Regions from separate parts of the Mus musculus genome. Here region 2 is linked to region 1. A link is a contact called in public Hi-C data. All regions are on one chromosome and are shown on one strand. Each heading gives the region's core, a stretch centred on a gene start, on an enhancer-like site or on the middle of the called end of the contact. The rest is flanking DNA. Distances are from core to core; before and after follow the strand shown.

Region 1 (7,420 bases), core at 1,325-3,824:
ATGGTACTTACTGTTTATCTTAGACTATTCTTGCTACTATCACAAAATACTCTAGACCCAGTAATTTACAAAAAAAAATAGTTTTTCCCACACATCCTGAAGCTGCAAAGTCCAAAACAAATCTAGTGTCCACTGAGGATTCATTCCACCATTCAAAGACGATGCCTTTAGAGGAGTCACTCCTGTGACCTCATGTGGGAAAAGAGAAGGGCTAGTTCCCGAATGCCTAATTCTGAGGGCATCTGATCCAAGGGCCTGATCATTCCCAGAGGTTACATCTCTGAACACTGCTGTAATGGGGCTGGGGGTGGAGGTTATTGACATTTAAAACAAAACAAAACAAAACAAACAACTCTCTGATCTTAAAGGGAGTAAGAGATAGTTTATTCTGTAGCCATTTTGAATAGCCACAGCCCAGGAACTCCAAATTCCATGTTCCGATGTGGAAGCAGCTTCCTGACATTTTTATAGTTTTACAGAACAAGGAAAGTCATAAATCAAGGCAAGGTTAAATAAAATCCGTTGGTGAGTGCACAGCAGAGGCAGGCACAGCAAGATGCAAGGAGCTTGTCTGTAAACCCAGGATGCTGTCTGCTGACACTCTTAGCTCTTGGATTGGTAGGAGCTTCCGAGATAATACATTCTAAGGGGTCGTTTTCTATTAGTCACAAGATGTTAGTTCTGACACAGAGGCGGGCAAGGATTAGCCATTGCAGAGGGCTAGAACTAGCCCAAGATAAGGAAATTAACCTCTGGGCCCGCAGTACTCCAATCTCTGGGGAGGACTGAAGTTCTAATCAGTCACCAGTCTCTGCGGACACAGCTCCTTTCCAGGGCTTTTCATTCACAATATGAATTGTCGAAGGGACGCAAACACTCAAACCACAGCAGACTTTTTTTCTTTTGCTCTCAGGATAAAATACCAGTGAACCACATGCCGAGGGGTGATCTTAACTCTGTAGCGGACTTGAACGTTCTGGAAGGAATAATCAAACATTGTATGATGTTAAAAGTTCAGTGTGCCTGCTGTCTATAAAATGCTAATGTCTGTACCATGGCTGGGTGCCGTGGCTTTGGGGAAAGGGGAGGAGCTGTTTTCCAGAGAAATGAACTTTTGTCTTGGTGGTTCTTGGTTGGCTGGTTGGTTGATTGATTGGTCAGTTGGTTGAAACAGGGTCTCTTGTAGCCCAGGCTGGCCTCCAACTATGTAGCTGAGGATAACCTTCAACTCCTGGTCTTCCTGCTTCCACCTCCCCAGCACTGGACTGACAAGCACGTGGCAGCATGCCTGGTTTACCTAGGGCTTAGCTAGGCAAGCTCTCCATCAACTGAGCTGCACTCCCAGGCCAAAGAAAGGTGGGATCCAGCTAGACAAAGAAACAGGGCTAAGGAAAGGAACCTGGAACTGAAGAGGCCAGAATCACCAGACAGAGCCAAACCCTGCAGAGTCTTGGCTGCTCTGTAAAGTAGGCAGATTTAATTTTGCAGAAGGGACGGCACGGTGCCATTGGGGAATTTACCACCAGGGAAGACTAATTGCAATCGCAACACCTTTTCTGCAATTTCACCCAGACCACGGGCTCTTTCAGAGCGAGCTGATTCTCCCTAGAAACGTTTAAAAGCATGAGTCTTGGATAATTACCATGGAAGTCCCTGGTTTGTGGCATGTTGCATTTAACATGAGCTGAGTGCTATTTATAGATGTTCGTTTGTTGTTTGCATGGACGTTTTTATCAGTCTAAAGTTACTCTCTATTGCAACATTTTAAAAAGATCAATTGGGGTGGGGGTGGGTGGAGCTGATGGAATGGCTCAGCAGTTAAGAGTGAATACTACTCTTCCAGAGGACCCAAATTCATTTCTCACTAACCAGACCCAGTGGCTCACAGTCACCTACAACTCCAGCTCCAGGGGCTCAGATACCCTCTTCTGGACTGCAAGGGCACCTCTACTCAGGTGCACACACCCCTATCCACAGACACACGCATAGACACATAATTTTAAAATAATCATAATGAAATCTTAAAAATAAAATGAGGCTGGAGAGATGGCTCAGCAGTTAAGAACTCTAGCTGTTCTTCCAGAGGACCCAGGTTCAATTTCCAGCATCCACATGGTGGCTCACAACTGTTCCTAACTCAAGTTCAGAGGCTCTAGTGCTCTCTAGTGGTCTCCAGATATCAGGTACACATAGCATGCACAGATTTTCATGCATACAAACACCCCATGCACATAAAATAATAACAATCAATTCAAGAGCTGATAATCAGACTCCAATTATCTTGCTTCTCTTGTAACCAAATATTCATCAGGTACACATGTTCTTTTCCACGGAAATAAAATCTAGCCAGACACAAGCCCTGGCTTAAAAGATTTGCCAGCTATCCATATAGGAGAGGAGATTCTGAAGTCCATGAAACAGCAAAAGCAGCTTCCTTAATTCAAAGAGAAATTGGTTACAATGTAGCAAATCTGCCAGTCATAGTTCCCAGGACAAAGTGCAATGTGGGCTCAGTGTTTGTCCAGAAAAATGGTAAATCATCAACCACACCTGGCCCCGCTTCTTCCAGGATGTTGTAATGACAGTTAGACAGTGGCTGGGCCGTGGCTCTAGTTATAAGAGCAGCTTATGTGGATGCCACACTCCGGAGAACTCCAGACACTTTTCATCGGGTAAACAACTCCTTCATCAGGCTTTAATCTAAACTCCCAGCTTCTCAAAGCTGCTGTGGACAAAGCCAGAGCTGGGTTGCAGCTCCGGAGGGAGAGGGCTGGCCCAGCATCCGGAGGCCCTTGGCTCTGTTCCCATTAACTGGGTGTGTTGGTACACACCTGGAATCCCAGTTCTGGGGCGGTGGAGGAAGAAAGATTGGGAGTTCAAGGCCAGTCCTTAGGCTATGTGTCAAATTCTAGGCCAGGTTGGGATGTGTGAGACCTGTGTGCTAATGGGGGTGAGGTGAGGGTGGGGAGGGAGGGAGGGTGCAGTGGGAGTGGGGGAGGGGCGGGGAGGGGTGGAGCGATGTGAGGGCAGGGATCAAGTGAGAATGGGGTGGAGCAGGAGCCACTGGAAGCTCTCCTCACTTATGAAAGGAAGCAAATTACTCCCTAATGTATTTTACCTGCACATTTTACTTGGTTTTACTTTCAAGGCCAAAAGAGCCCACAGGCTTGCAACTCAGTGATAAACCAGCCTTAAAGTCACAGAACAATCCACCCTTGACTGCATTAAACAACTGGAATCAGGCAATAAGCCCATTCATTTGCACTCATTACTTCAGAATTAACGTGCCTCGGTGGAATACAGGTATACGAGGCGCGCTACCCCGCCACTCAGAAGCGAATTCTAGGAAAACTAAAAAGACAAAAAGCCTTTGTATTTCCACTAAGAAATACTGTTCCAAGACAGGCAGGGCCTTCGAATATCATCCTCCTTTGGCCGAATTTCATTTTAGTCCCAATTAACTCATAATTACATTAGACATTAGAGAGTAAGACTTCAAAACATCTGCCAGCTTTAAAGGCACTGCATTTAGAAAGCCCTCGGCATGACCCCGCCCCTTGACCAGACTATTTATAGTCCAGTGAAATTAAGTTAGGTTCACGGTGCCTGACTGCCCAGTAGATTATTAGTTTGCAAATGCGTTCATTAAGTGGCAAGATTCATTTGGGGGTACAAAGCCTTCTGCTTCATCTTTACAGGACGGTCCGCTGGGTGGATTTAAAAATAAAATCAGTCGGCAAATAGCATAGCTCAGAGGAAAAGCTTCCTGTTTTGTGGCCATCGAGTGTCAGGCCCACTGTGAAAGCTAGGCTTGCTTGATTCTTTTGAAAGAGCATTGAAGTGCCCACGATGTGGATGGCTCCAAGGTCCCCTAACTGGGGACACTGCTGTGAATTTGGAGTGCTGCTTGCCTTCTGCCTGGGAGGAACAGTTGGGGCAGTCACAAAAGAAGAAAGCTCTTGTCAGAATCGCACAAAAACTGAAAGCTGATGTCAACACATCCGTTCTCGCGCACAGCTGTGTGTTTGGTATTCCCAGTTCTGGACCGGATGGATGGATGCTGCCAGGAGGGATGTCAGGTCTGCTGCGGTCTGGATCAGATAGATGCAGTTTGAAGTTTGAGCTTTCTTCCTAAGAATTTTCTTCTAGGCACTTAACCCAGCAAACGCTATTTAAAAAAAAAAATCAATTAACTATCTGTTTCTGTTTCCCCTTTGAAAGTATTGTACCATTTTATTTGAAGCGCTATGGGGAATTTCAGGGCACCTTCAGCTCTTCTGATTAGGACAAATATGTAAAGAAGTTATTTGAGATGGTGCGGTTATCAAACTGTCTAATCCAGTCAGTATGAAGAACAAGGAGGAGCTGGCGCGACATCTTGGCTGTTACAAGCACTTGCTGCTCAGTCAGAAGCCAGAGTCTTGTTCCCAGCACCCAAAGGGCTGGCTCACAACCTCCTGTAACTGCAGCTCGGAGAACCTGACACCCTCTCCTGGCCTCAACAGGCACTGTAGTGTGTCATACACTCATGCCTATGGATAAACATAAATTAAAAATAACGATAATCAATATTTTAAGTGTAACTTTTCCGATAGAAACAGAGAAAAAAGATATTCATCTTCTGGATGCAATTGTGTTTAACCCCCAAAACTTCACCCTTTGTTCTAAAAATACTTTCTGCCACTATTCTCATTCCATTAAAAGATTGCATGCGCCCTTTTAGACACTGCTCCCTGAATAACCTGCCTTGACCTTTCCCCTCAGGGCTTAGAGTTAATGAATATTTCCCCATTGTTTCCCTTCACAAACCTCTCAGACTTGTTAAAAAGGGCCCTCAGATGTAGTCTTGCTGCCCTCAGAGCCCCACATTCGGGGAGAACTGCATCAAAAGCATCAACATGACAGAAAAATTGGCCATTATTATTTTAAAAATTCCAAGTATGGGATTACAGATATACACCACTGTATCTAGCTTATTTGGTTGTTTGGTTTGGTTTTGAGACAAAGTCTCTCATTCTGAAGACCAAAAAGGCTGGGACTCACTATAGAGTCCAGCTGGCCTCCATCAAATTCATGGTAGTCCTCCCGCCTCAGCCTCTCAATTGCTAGACTTATATACAATATAGAGCACCATGGCTGTTCATCGTAGAGTTTGGGTTTCTTTGTTGGTTCATTTATTTGTCTGAATCTTTTATTGAATGCACCGTGGAGTTTTCCAGACTCTATTTAAAACATCTGCCAGGTAGCTGGTCCTCTCTGTGAGCTCTTATTGTCTGATTTTAGAAGTAAGTCAAGATCTGTCCCTGTGACCATCCCAGGCTCTTCTGTGAAAGGACAATAGTTTCTAGAGAAGTCCAGCTTTCAACGTCCAAGTTTAACGAGCAACAAGTTTTCACTTCCCATAGAAGCTTGAGGCTCTTTAAGAAGACGTGTGTGCACCCAGGCAAAGCTCAACAGATAAGAGCAAGGCGTTAATGAAGGCAAAGGTATCTATTTAACCCCCACATGGGCCCATTAACTTCATTTAGACAAAACCACCATCCTGAAGATGCACGTTAAACTTCTAAACCCAGCCGGCCGCATAGAAAGCACACCAGTCAGCTCGTGGGATGCTAAGAGGGGTGTAGGTGACTCAGGAAACGCCACCACTACTTCCTTGAGAGAAGGGAATTGGGGGGGGGGGATTAGTGAGTGACTTATTCCAAGATAAATATCTCACATGTACAGAGTGCCGAGCAAGGTTCTAAGATAATGACGGACAGCAAGAAAACCAAGGTAAGGAAGGCCATTTACAGCCCGGCATTGGATTTCAGGAGCTGATCTCTGGCGAAGGAATAGAACCTACAATTAAGGTTGAGGCATGTCAAAAAGAAGCTATAATAGAAGTAGGGGTAATTAGTAGGTGCGCGATACGCCATGATAAGCTTTATGGGATTGAGAAAACAGACCATATTACAAACTTTTCTCCTTGCTGTGACCAAATACCTGATGGGGTGGCTATGTTGGCTACAGTGTGAGGGGATTAGAGACCATCAGGGTGGGTGGGAACACAGAGCCATAGGAGCATGGGGTAGTGCTCACCTTGCTGCCATAGTTAGGAAGCAGGCAATAGATAGGAAAAGGGGGTAAATTATAAGATAAGACCTGACCCAGAAACTTACTTCCCCAAGTGAGGCTCTCTCCACCTCGTGGAAGTTTCACAGTCTTCTAAAACAGTGGCCCTCAACCTGAGCTGAGAGCCCTCTGAGAGTCAAATGACCCTTTCACGGGGTTGCCTAGAACCAAGAGAAACACGGATACCTACCTTTTAACTCAGCAGTAGCAAGATTACAGTTATTAAGCAGCAACTCAACCTAATTTTACGATTGGGAATCATCAGATCATGAAGGACTGTATTAGAGAGTCACAACGTTAGGAAGGTGAGAGCCACTGCGCTCGAACATCACCAGCAACTGGGAACCAAATATTCAAACACAGACCTACGGGGACGTTTCACATTCAAGCTATTACATACCAAAAAAAAAAAAAAAAAAAAAAAAAGACAGAACTCACATTTTAGCTGATGTGATCAAAAATGATTTTAAGGGGGAAAGTGAGATTTAGTCAGAAAGTTAGAGGGGAAAGAGAAAAAAAAACTCAAAATATAGATCAAACTAAATAATACAAAACTTGACTATTAAGTAAAAAAAAACTCATTTAATCTTTAAAAATGGTTATTATAAATTTTTAAATGAAGCAGTGATTTGAATTTTAAATGAAGCCTACCGTAGCACGGATGACAGGAGATGTGTGGGTCAGTCTGCTTCGTGCTCCTGCTATAAAAATGTCCGAGACAGTCAGAGGTATGGAGGTGGGTTTTATTGGATCCAGGTTTAGATATCATCCGCTCCATGGCTTTCTGGACTACAGCAAATCAGAACAGCCATGCAACAGTGGAGGGAAGCTCTTTACCTTGGGGTAGCCAGGAAGCAGTGAGAGGGAGCAAAGGGGCTAGAGACAAGACATACCTCTCAAAGATGTGTCTCCAGCAACCTTCTTCTGCAAGCCCCATGTTGTAACATTCTACTCACTGTGTGTTGCAAGAGGAGATACTTCCATGGAGTGGAAAACTGCAGAAGTATGCAGGAAAAAAGGAAAAGGAAACAGTATCTAATTTGTAATAAAGAAACTAGTTGTTTTGCGGCTATCCTCCATTCTCCCTTTGCTGAATACATGGTGGCCTTCTTTCTTCACAAGCAGCCTTGCTGAGTGCCTGGGTCTGTTTGACTAGCTCTGGCAAGTGAGTCTGAAAAGTGGGCTGCTACAGTTTACACCAGGAACCTGTGATTTTGCTAAAACCCAGTAGCTTTCTCATTAGTTTCATCTAGGAGACCTGTTGCTGTGTTTAAAATATGCGTGGGTCTCCCCAGCCTGGGCTCTC
Region 2 (7,420 bases), core at 1,789-4,288, 190 kb after region 1:
TGGTATATTATTATATATTAATATATTTCACAAAAACAAAAATGGGGCTGACTTGTGCTTCAGTGGTAGAGTACCCGCTTAGCATGTATGGGGCTCTGAGTTTGGTATTAAGCTATGGAAAAATAATTTTTAATTAAAATTATAAAAAAATACAACATTGACCTCGATTTAAAACTTTTAAAACTGTTGGAAGAAAATATATCAGATAATTTTTGTGATCTTAAAATATGTAAAGATTTCTTAGAAATGATGCCAAAATAGACCATGAAACTTTATAGGAGACTATGTGAGAGGAACAAGATGTGTTTGGAAAAGATGTGTATGGAAGTGGAAAGGAAGCTACTGAAAATGGACAGATGGAAGAACGAGGGCAGAGATGAACTGAAGGGATGAAATAAACAATTTGTAAAGTCCTATAATGAAAACTAAAGCTATGAAATTAATGGAAAAAGAAATGATACCCAAAGTATAGTGCAGACATAGGAAAAATAAGTTGAAATTGTCAAAATTAATGGTGTTTTACATTGTAAAAGAGAGGGCTGGAGAGATGGCTCAGCAGTTAAGAGCACTGGCTCTTCTTCCAGGAGTCCTGAGTTCAATTCTTAGCACCCACCTGGAAACTCAGAACTGACTGTAACTATAACCCCTTAGGATCTGACGCCCTCTTCTGGTGTGCAGATGCAGATGCTGACAAATTACCCATATAAATAAAAATAAGACCTTTAGAAAAAGAGAAGAGAAAGAAAATAGTCTTGGGGAACATATTTGCAGATCATACGAGGCAAGTTACACCCAAGTAACACAATGCAGTGTTCAGAAAACAGCCACTAGGCAGATTCCAATGGTCACTTCTAGAAGTTTGGTCGATGAAAAATGGGAGGTTGCTCAGGCCTTGGAGCGTCACTTAGTAGCAGAGCTCGTTGTAAGTGCGTGCTTGGCCCCATTCCTCCTGCATCACCACAAAGGAAATTGTTCTGCAACTACAGCAGTGCAGATGAAACCCGTAACTAGGAACCAGACCATAACTGCTCAAGACCAAACAGGCCACCGTGGCTCACTAGCACATGCAGGTGTGTGAGGCACAGTTCCTTCCCAGTGCTGTGGGTCATGAACACAGACCCTCTAGAAGCCCCGCACACCAACCACCATTCTCTCAGGTGGTGTTCTCGAGGCGTGGCATCTGTAGACATGTTGAATGGGCCGCAGGCTTTGGGGTTGAGTGCTGGTCCGTTGTTCTTCCCTGCATCTTGCAGGGCTCTTTGTACCTGGGCAAAAGAAGGAGAAAATTATAGCCAAGGTGGCTGCTGATTTCCTCTCTAGCTCATAGCAGTTTGTCACATTTACTAAACTTCCTGTTTCCCCAGGGGTTTTCAGCCCCTACCCATTAGAAGAAGAAAATGGTCTTCACAGAAAAGTATGCTCCTTTCTTGGAGCCAGGCACAAGTAAGGATGAAGCGAGACTGATGCTAGCACCAGCCCTTCCACAGGAATGCTTCGCATTAGCAATAAGACCTCAGAAATGCAAAGTCGCTGTTGGAAGCTGCTGTGTTCCGTGACTGACTCCAAGGAACATGAGGCAGAAGAAGAGTAGGCCTGCTGTAGCCTCAAGTGAGATGTGTGACTCCCAGTGATCCGCCCGACCATGTACACAGCACCATGCATTGTCTGCTGAGAGGCCCAGTGCATTCTCAGCCATCACAAATCAGATATTTAATTTTTAAGTGTTAGAAATGTAAATTTTTCACCTTTCATTCCCATAAACAGAACCTACAGTTGCTATAGCAGCGATTTTTTTTTCCCCACCTACATGAAATTTGAGTTTGAGACAATTATTTTCTCACAGATTTTCAAAGTGTAAAATGAATACACATAGCCATTGCAGCTCAGGAATAATTCCTCAGATGCAAAGTGATTTGTTCTCCATGAGTGAAGCCTGAAAACTCACCCACAGTCCAGTTTGACAGAAGGAGACTTCATGGCGATACAGGGACTGAAGAGCACAAGTGTAGAGAGGCCCAGCCTTCGTCCAGCACCAGAAGAGAAGCATTGGCTCTCAGGGACCAGCTATTCATTAGCTGGTTAGTTGGTCTCTGTTGACTACTTAGAGAACGATTATCATTCGGTGGCCCTAAGGAAGAAGCTTTGCACTTAACTTTTGGTGGTGTTTGATAATGTCGTCTTTTGAAAGCACTCAGCAGTCACTGAGCCCGAACTCTGCCATGCCTCCGTTGTTGCCTCCATGGTACATTTCAGTTGGCAGTGGGGAACAATCAGACCTGTGCCAAATGGTGCTAGTGTGCTTTCATCCATTGTAACTTGCAGGTGCATGTTTAACTCAGAAAGTAATAATTAGTGACTTCTCAGAAAGTATGGATTTTGCCTTTGCTGTGGTGGGCGTTTGTTCCATCATCAATGCCTCTGACTCGAGCAGTGCCCATCATCAGCTTATGTGTGACTAATGGCAGGCCTGCCTTGATGGGCCGACTGTGGGGATGCAAGCTTTGCAAACCAGCAGAACCTTCCTTACAGCAACTCAGGTTGTGACGTGCTTTGTGTGACGTGGTGTGTCATGGTTGGGTTTTAAAAATTGTGAACACTCACCTTCAACCCTAAGAGCTGTCTACTGCCCAAGTTACCATCTCATCGTGTGCTGTGTGCCTTTTAGGAAAGTGTGGGGAGGGTGCTGCTGGCACTCCACGGGCTTGGGATGGAGTGTGCACAGAAAGATGGGTGTGGCTCCTATCTCTGTGTTACACTTTGTTCACAATTCATTGTTCTCTGGTTAAATACAACAGAAAAAGCTGAAACCAGAGATGTGTCCTGTCATTGAGTTAAATACAGGTATATTCAGGGATTATTGAGCCCTGGCCAGGTCAAGAAAGAAACTCAGTACCTAATACACAGCTGGAGAGCGGGGCCCTGTGAAGTGCAGCCTGGCCTTGGTTTCCATAGTGAAACAATAAAAATGTGCTGTGTCATAAAACACAGAACAGTAACAAGCACCTTTGGAGGACTCAGTGGCTTTCGTGGGTGACGTCGCTCTCTCCTGGTCATGAAGTGGAAGGGCTGAGGCTGCACTCTGCCTTCCTTCCTCTCCGGCTCACTGGGTGTTGGTTTCCTCACCCCTGTGACAGAATTCTAGGTAAAATATCAGTGTATTGCTTTCTTTAAAAGGAAAGTAAATGTAGTTACTTATTAATAGGGAGTGGCAACTTTATATATGTTCTATGTTAGTCACATTTATTGAACTCTAGAAGTCTACGAGATTATTGGTTCACTCTGCTTGGGAACAAGAAACCAAATACTTAGAATAAAGAAGAGGGGAATCTTACATTTGTAATATTTTAATTACAGGCAGAGTTGCCTCTCAGAAATCTGATGACTCACACATGATTACATTACATTTTAAAACAAGACATTTAGTTCTTTTGCACTGAGAAATCTGTTTCACAGGTTGATTTTTTTTTTATATGAAGATAGTTATTTTATACAAGTGCAGTCACTCCCAAATGCTTTTTTTATTCTTCTAGTCTATGCTTTAGTGGGGGAGCCCCCATGTAGCCTACCAATTATATAAATCGCGTATGTTACACTCATAAGAGAAGGCAAGTGAGGCACCATATGACCTCAGTCTCCTGAACTTAGCACATGACTAAGCACTGTAAAGGAACCTGAGAAACAGCTGAAGTAAAGAACCGAGGACGGGTTAATTATAAATGCGTGGTGACAGATTTTCCCTCTGGCCTCTGGCGCAGAGGTGGGATTGTTACACTACTTATAGGCAAGTTAATGTCAAGGCAGTTGACATTTAGCCTCTTATTTATAAGAACTCAATATGGACAGCTCATTTTCATGAAAGTTAAATACAGAGAAAAAATGTGGAATGGATAGAATGAAACAAAAATATAATGAAATGTGTCATTAGTTGATTTGAGACCCATACATACACAGTGGAGGTTATATACCTTGCTCTTACACCTGGTTGTACACACAGTGGAAGTTATGTCACTTGTTCTTCTATCGTTCAGTGATCCAGTGATGTTTGAAAGTGTGCAGTCTCTGAGGTCATCAGGAAATCTCAACTATTAGCTTGGAGAGTCACTGTGTGTGCTGGACAAGTGCAGAAGGGCTTAGCTGTTGAACATAGACTTGAAATCACTGTTAGATGGAAGTTAGTACTTTGAAAGACTAGGCCGTTCAACTGTAATCACAGGCATTTTCATTCTCCAATTACTTCGTAGGTTTGTGGAGAGACTCTTGCTTCTTTCACAGGGGCTCACTCTTGGGGCTGAGGCATGGAAAGTCTGGGGTTCTTCATATACAATAGTAAGACTGTGAGGCTTGGTTTGTGGAGTGATTGTGAAATGAGTTTTACATTGGCAGCAAGCAGCTAGGGAGGGACTCTTGTTATATACTCAAGAGTAAAAGTAAGAAGACCTTGGCTTGCTTGGTTGTCCATCCGTCTGTCCATCCATCAGTTCTTACTGAGTCAGCCTTTGGTTTTCCGGGCTGGCTCTGCCTTGACCGTGACTGTTTCCATGCTTCAGCTGTCTCTGCTCTCAGCGCTGGCATCGCTAGTCTGAGCTGGCCTGAGGTGCTGGGGATCAGACCCAGGGAGGCATGCGTGCCAGGCAAGCGTTCTACCCAGTGAGCTACGTGCCCAGCCCAGTTTACAGTATCTTGTCTTCCATTTTACTGTTTGACAAGATCTCGTTACATAATCAAGGCTGGCCTCGACCTTGCGTTGTTGTCCAGGCCAGCCTCAGACAGCAACCCTCCCTCCTGACCATCGCTGGATTTTTGGTACGTGCCCCCTCATCCAGCATACAGATCAGCTTTTGATGTCAGAATTTCACACTTGCAAACTACATTTTAGAGAATTTCCAATTCGAGGACTATCCATTTGTCCCTGCTCTCCCAAAAGATGGGAATATTGTAATTGTGCTTTCAAAGATGTGGAATGCAATGATGATTTAAAGTGTGCCAGTAGCATAGGCTTGTTTTGATCAAATGTTTGAGCATAGAAGAGAAACATAAAGATCCGTGACTTGGAGCAGGAAAGTTAAGAGCAAGAATGCTTGCTGCTCTTTCAGAAGACCTAAATTCAGTCCCCAGCACCTCCAGGCAGCTCACAACTGCCTGTAAGGTCCAGGGGATCCAGTGACCTCCTCTGGCCTCAGGCACCTACATGTGTGGCATACATTCACACAAACACACACAGATACACATAAATAAGAATACAGCCTTTGAAAATAAAAACTGGAGCTAGGATGATAGCTTTATGGTTCAGAGCACATACTGTTCTTGCAGAGGACCCAAATTCAGTTTCCTGCCTTTGTATCAGGGAACTCACAGCCTCCTATACCAGCTCCAGTAGATCTAATGCCCTCTTCTGGCCTCTCAGGGTGCCTGCACACATGTGCTGCACATGCATACATTCAGGTGGGGGCACACACATCATAATAAACTACATAAACAGATAAGTCTTTTCGGAAGGACAACGCATGTCTGAAATGTCATTTGTTCTTCTACTTTCTAAGCGGATGTTTCACATTGCACTTCATAGTCACTGGTTTTCCTTGAAGCATTCAATCCTCCCGAGACCAAGCCAGTCAGACACTTATGATGCAGAGCCTGCCAGTCGATCTTTAAATTTGTCTGTTTTTATTGAATGTACATTGGTATTTTTCCTGCATGTGTGTCTGTGGAGGTGTCAGATCCCTGGAACAGGCCTTACAGACAGTTGTAAACTGCCATGTGGGTGCTGGGAATTGAACCCAGGTCCCGTGGAAGAGCAGCTGGTGCTCTTAGCTGCTGAGCTCAGGATCTGTTTTTACAGAACTACACAGATGACAGCCACACCCAGTCAGGTCTCAGAAGCACTGTTCTGAAATCTGTGTGCTTTACTTGGGTAGGAAGATAGTTGAAAGGACATATTGGCCCAACATTTCCCACTTCTTGTAATTATTAAACAGAGATTAATTTAAATTCTTTCACTATTCTAGAAAATAGATTCAAAAGAACACTTCCTTCTCTAATAAAATGTCTCTATGTGAATGAGCAGGCATGAAGTAGATAGAAAGAAACAGAAGGATCTAGAATATTTGACAGAGCTACATAGTAAGGGTATAAGCCATAATTAAATTTGGCTGACTAATTGAGATGGCGACTATTACTAAATGTACTAAAACAGTGCTACTGTGTTGTCTGAAGGCACTTGAAATGTCTTACTGAGCCGCAATAATATATTGAAGTAAAGACTGACTGAATACCTAACGCACCACTAATAAAATGAAAGGTGATACTGAAAAATATTCATGTGAAAGTGTGTGTGTGCACGCACATGTGTACACACATATATACACACAGTGTGTGTTACAAAAGCACATGTGTGGTGGACAGAGAACAGTTTGCAGGGATCAGTTCTCTTTTTCCACTATCTGGATCGCACTGATGGAATTCAGGATGCTGGCAGCAAGCATCTTTACTCTGAGCCGTCTTACCAGGCCATGTAAACGCATTTAATGCTGGACCCACGTGGTGGTGCATGGCTGTGATCCCAGTGTTCAGGAGAAAGAGAAAGAAAGAAAGGCAAAAGAGAGTCGCTGCTAATCCAAGGCCCACCTGGTAGGCACAGCAAATCCATTCAGCCAGCTGGATGATAAAACAGTTTCCGTTTTTTAAAGGGAGAGGTGGCAGGGTGTGTAAGGTGTTTGCTGTAAAAATGTAAGGACAGAGTTCTCAACCCCGGCACCCATCCATGTAAATGTTGTTTGGTATGATGGCCCACCTGTAATCCCAGCATTCAAGAGATAGACATCTGAGGTCCCCCGGGAAAGCTAGCTATCTAGGCCAGCAGAATCAGTGAGCCTTGAGTTCAAGTGAGAGAGACCCTGCCTTGATAAAGAAGGTGGAGAGCAATTAGAGAAGACACCCAATGGCCTCCATATATGTGTGCACATAGCTCTGTACTCTCAACTTACTATATAGGAAATAAAATTAGACCAGTAGCAAGAATAACAGATTTGTAAAAAATGTATACAAGTAACTCACTGGATTTTCACTTATCTCTTCCATTGGTACATTAATTGGAAGATGGCTTTGCTGCAGAAGCCAGTGAAAAGCTGACCTGTGTGGTCAACTTTAATTATATTGTAGGTAAAGTAGATTTTAAAAGTGTGATCTGGGAGTATGGTGATGGAAAAGAAAGTTGATAGAAAAATACTGATTTCTAGTAGTCTCCTATACCATAGTAGCAGAGGTTTGGACCTGGGGGTCCATCTACTGGAAACAAGTTGTAGTTTGGCAGAAAACATCAGCTGGCTGGTCAGTTGTGATCAGCCAGCAGATGGACACACAGAAAGCATCTGAGAGACCTGTGGTAAAAATCAAGAAGAAAAATGTGCTTGTGTGTGGGGTT

Evidence for each region. A called contact is a pair of places that touch in the nucleus more often than the background predicts.
Region 2: a contact with region 1 is called in a Hi-C map of the N1E-115 cell line, with 3 times the contacts expected there. The contact joins two enhancer-like sites. A contact is called at or near these places in 2 of 484 Hi-C or Micro-C datasets (the N1E-115 cell line and nephron progenitors), 1 of 115 datasets of contacts at active chromatin or transcription factors (embryonic stem cells) and 1 of 9 other capture datasets (embryonic stem cells).

What each region holds. Positions count from the first base shown.
Region 1 is chr6:140,278,442-140,285,861 of GRCm38.p6, forward strand. It overlaps Gm38917 (a long non-coding RNA gene), which reads right to left and starts at 7,294. Exons shown (of 3, transcript XR_869559.1): 1 at 7,008-7,294; 2 at 6,766-6,903. Within about 2 kb of position 2,575, at least 40 of the 459 cell types and tissues checked have an H3K27ac peak or open chromatin away from gene starts, as enhancers often do. A contact at or near this core is called in the N1E-115 cell line, where this site is marked.
Region 2 is chr6:140,463,448-140,470,867 of GRCm38.p6, forward strand. The region is part of intron 3 of Plekha5 (pleckstrin homology domain containing, family A member 5); the gene reads left to right. Among named protein-coding and RNA genes, the nearest start is that of Plekha5, 43 kb to the left of the region's middle. Within about 2 kb of position 3,039, at least 76 of the 459 cell types and tissues checked have an H3K27ac peak or open chromatin away from gene starts, as enhancers often do. A contact at or near this core is called in the N1E-115 cell line, where this site is marked.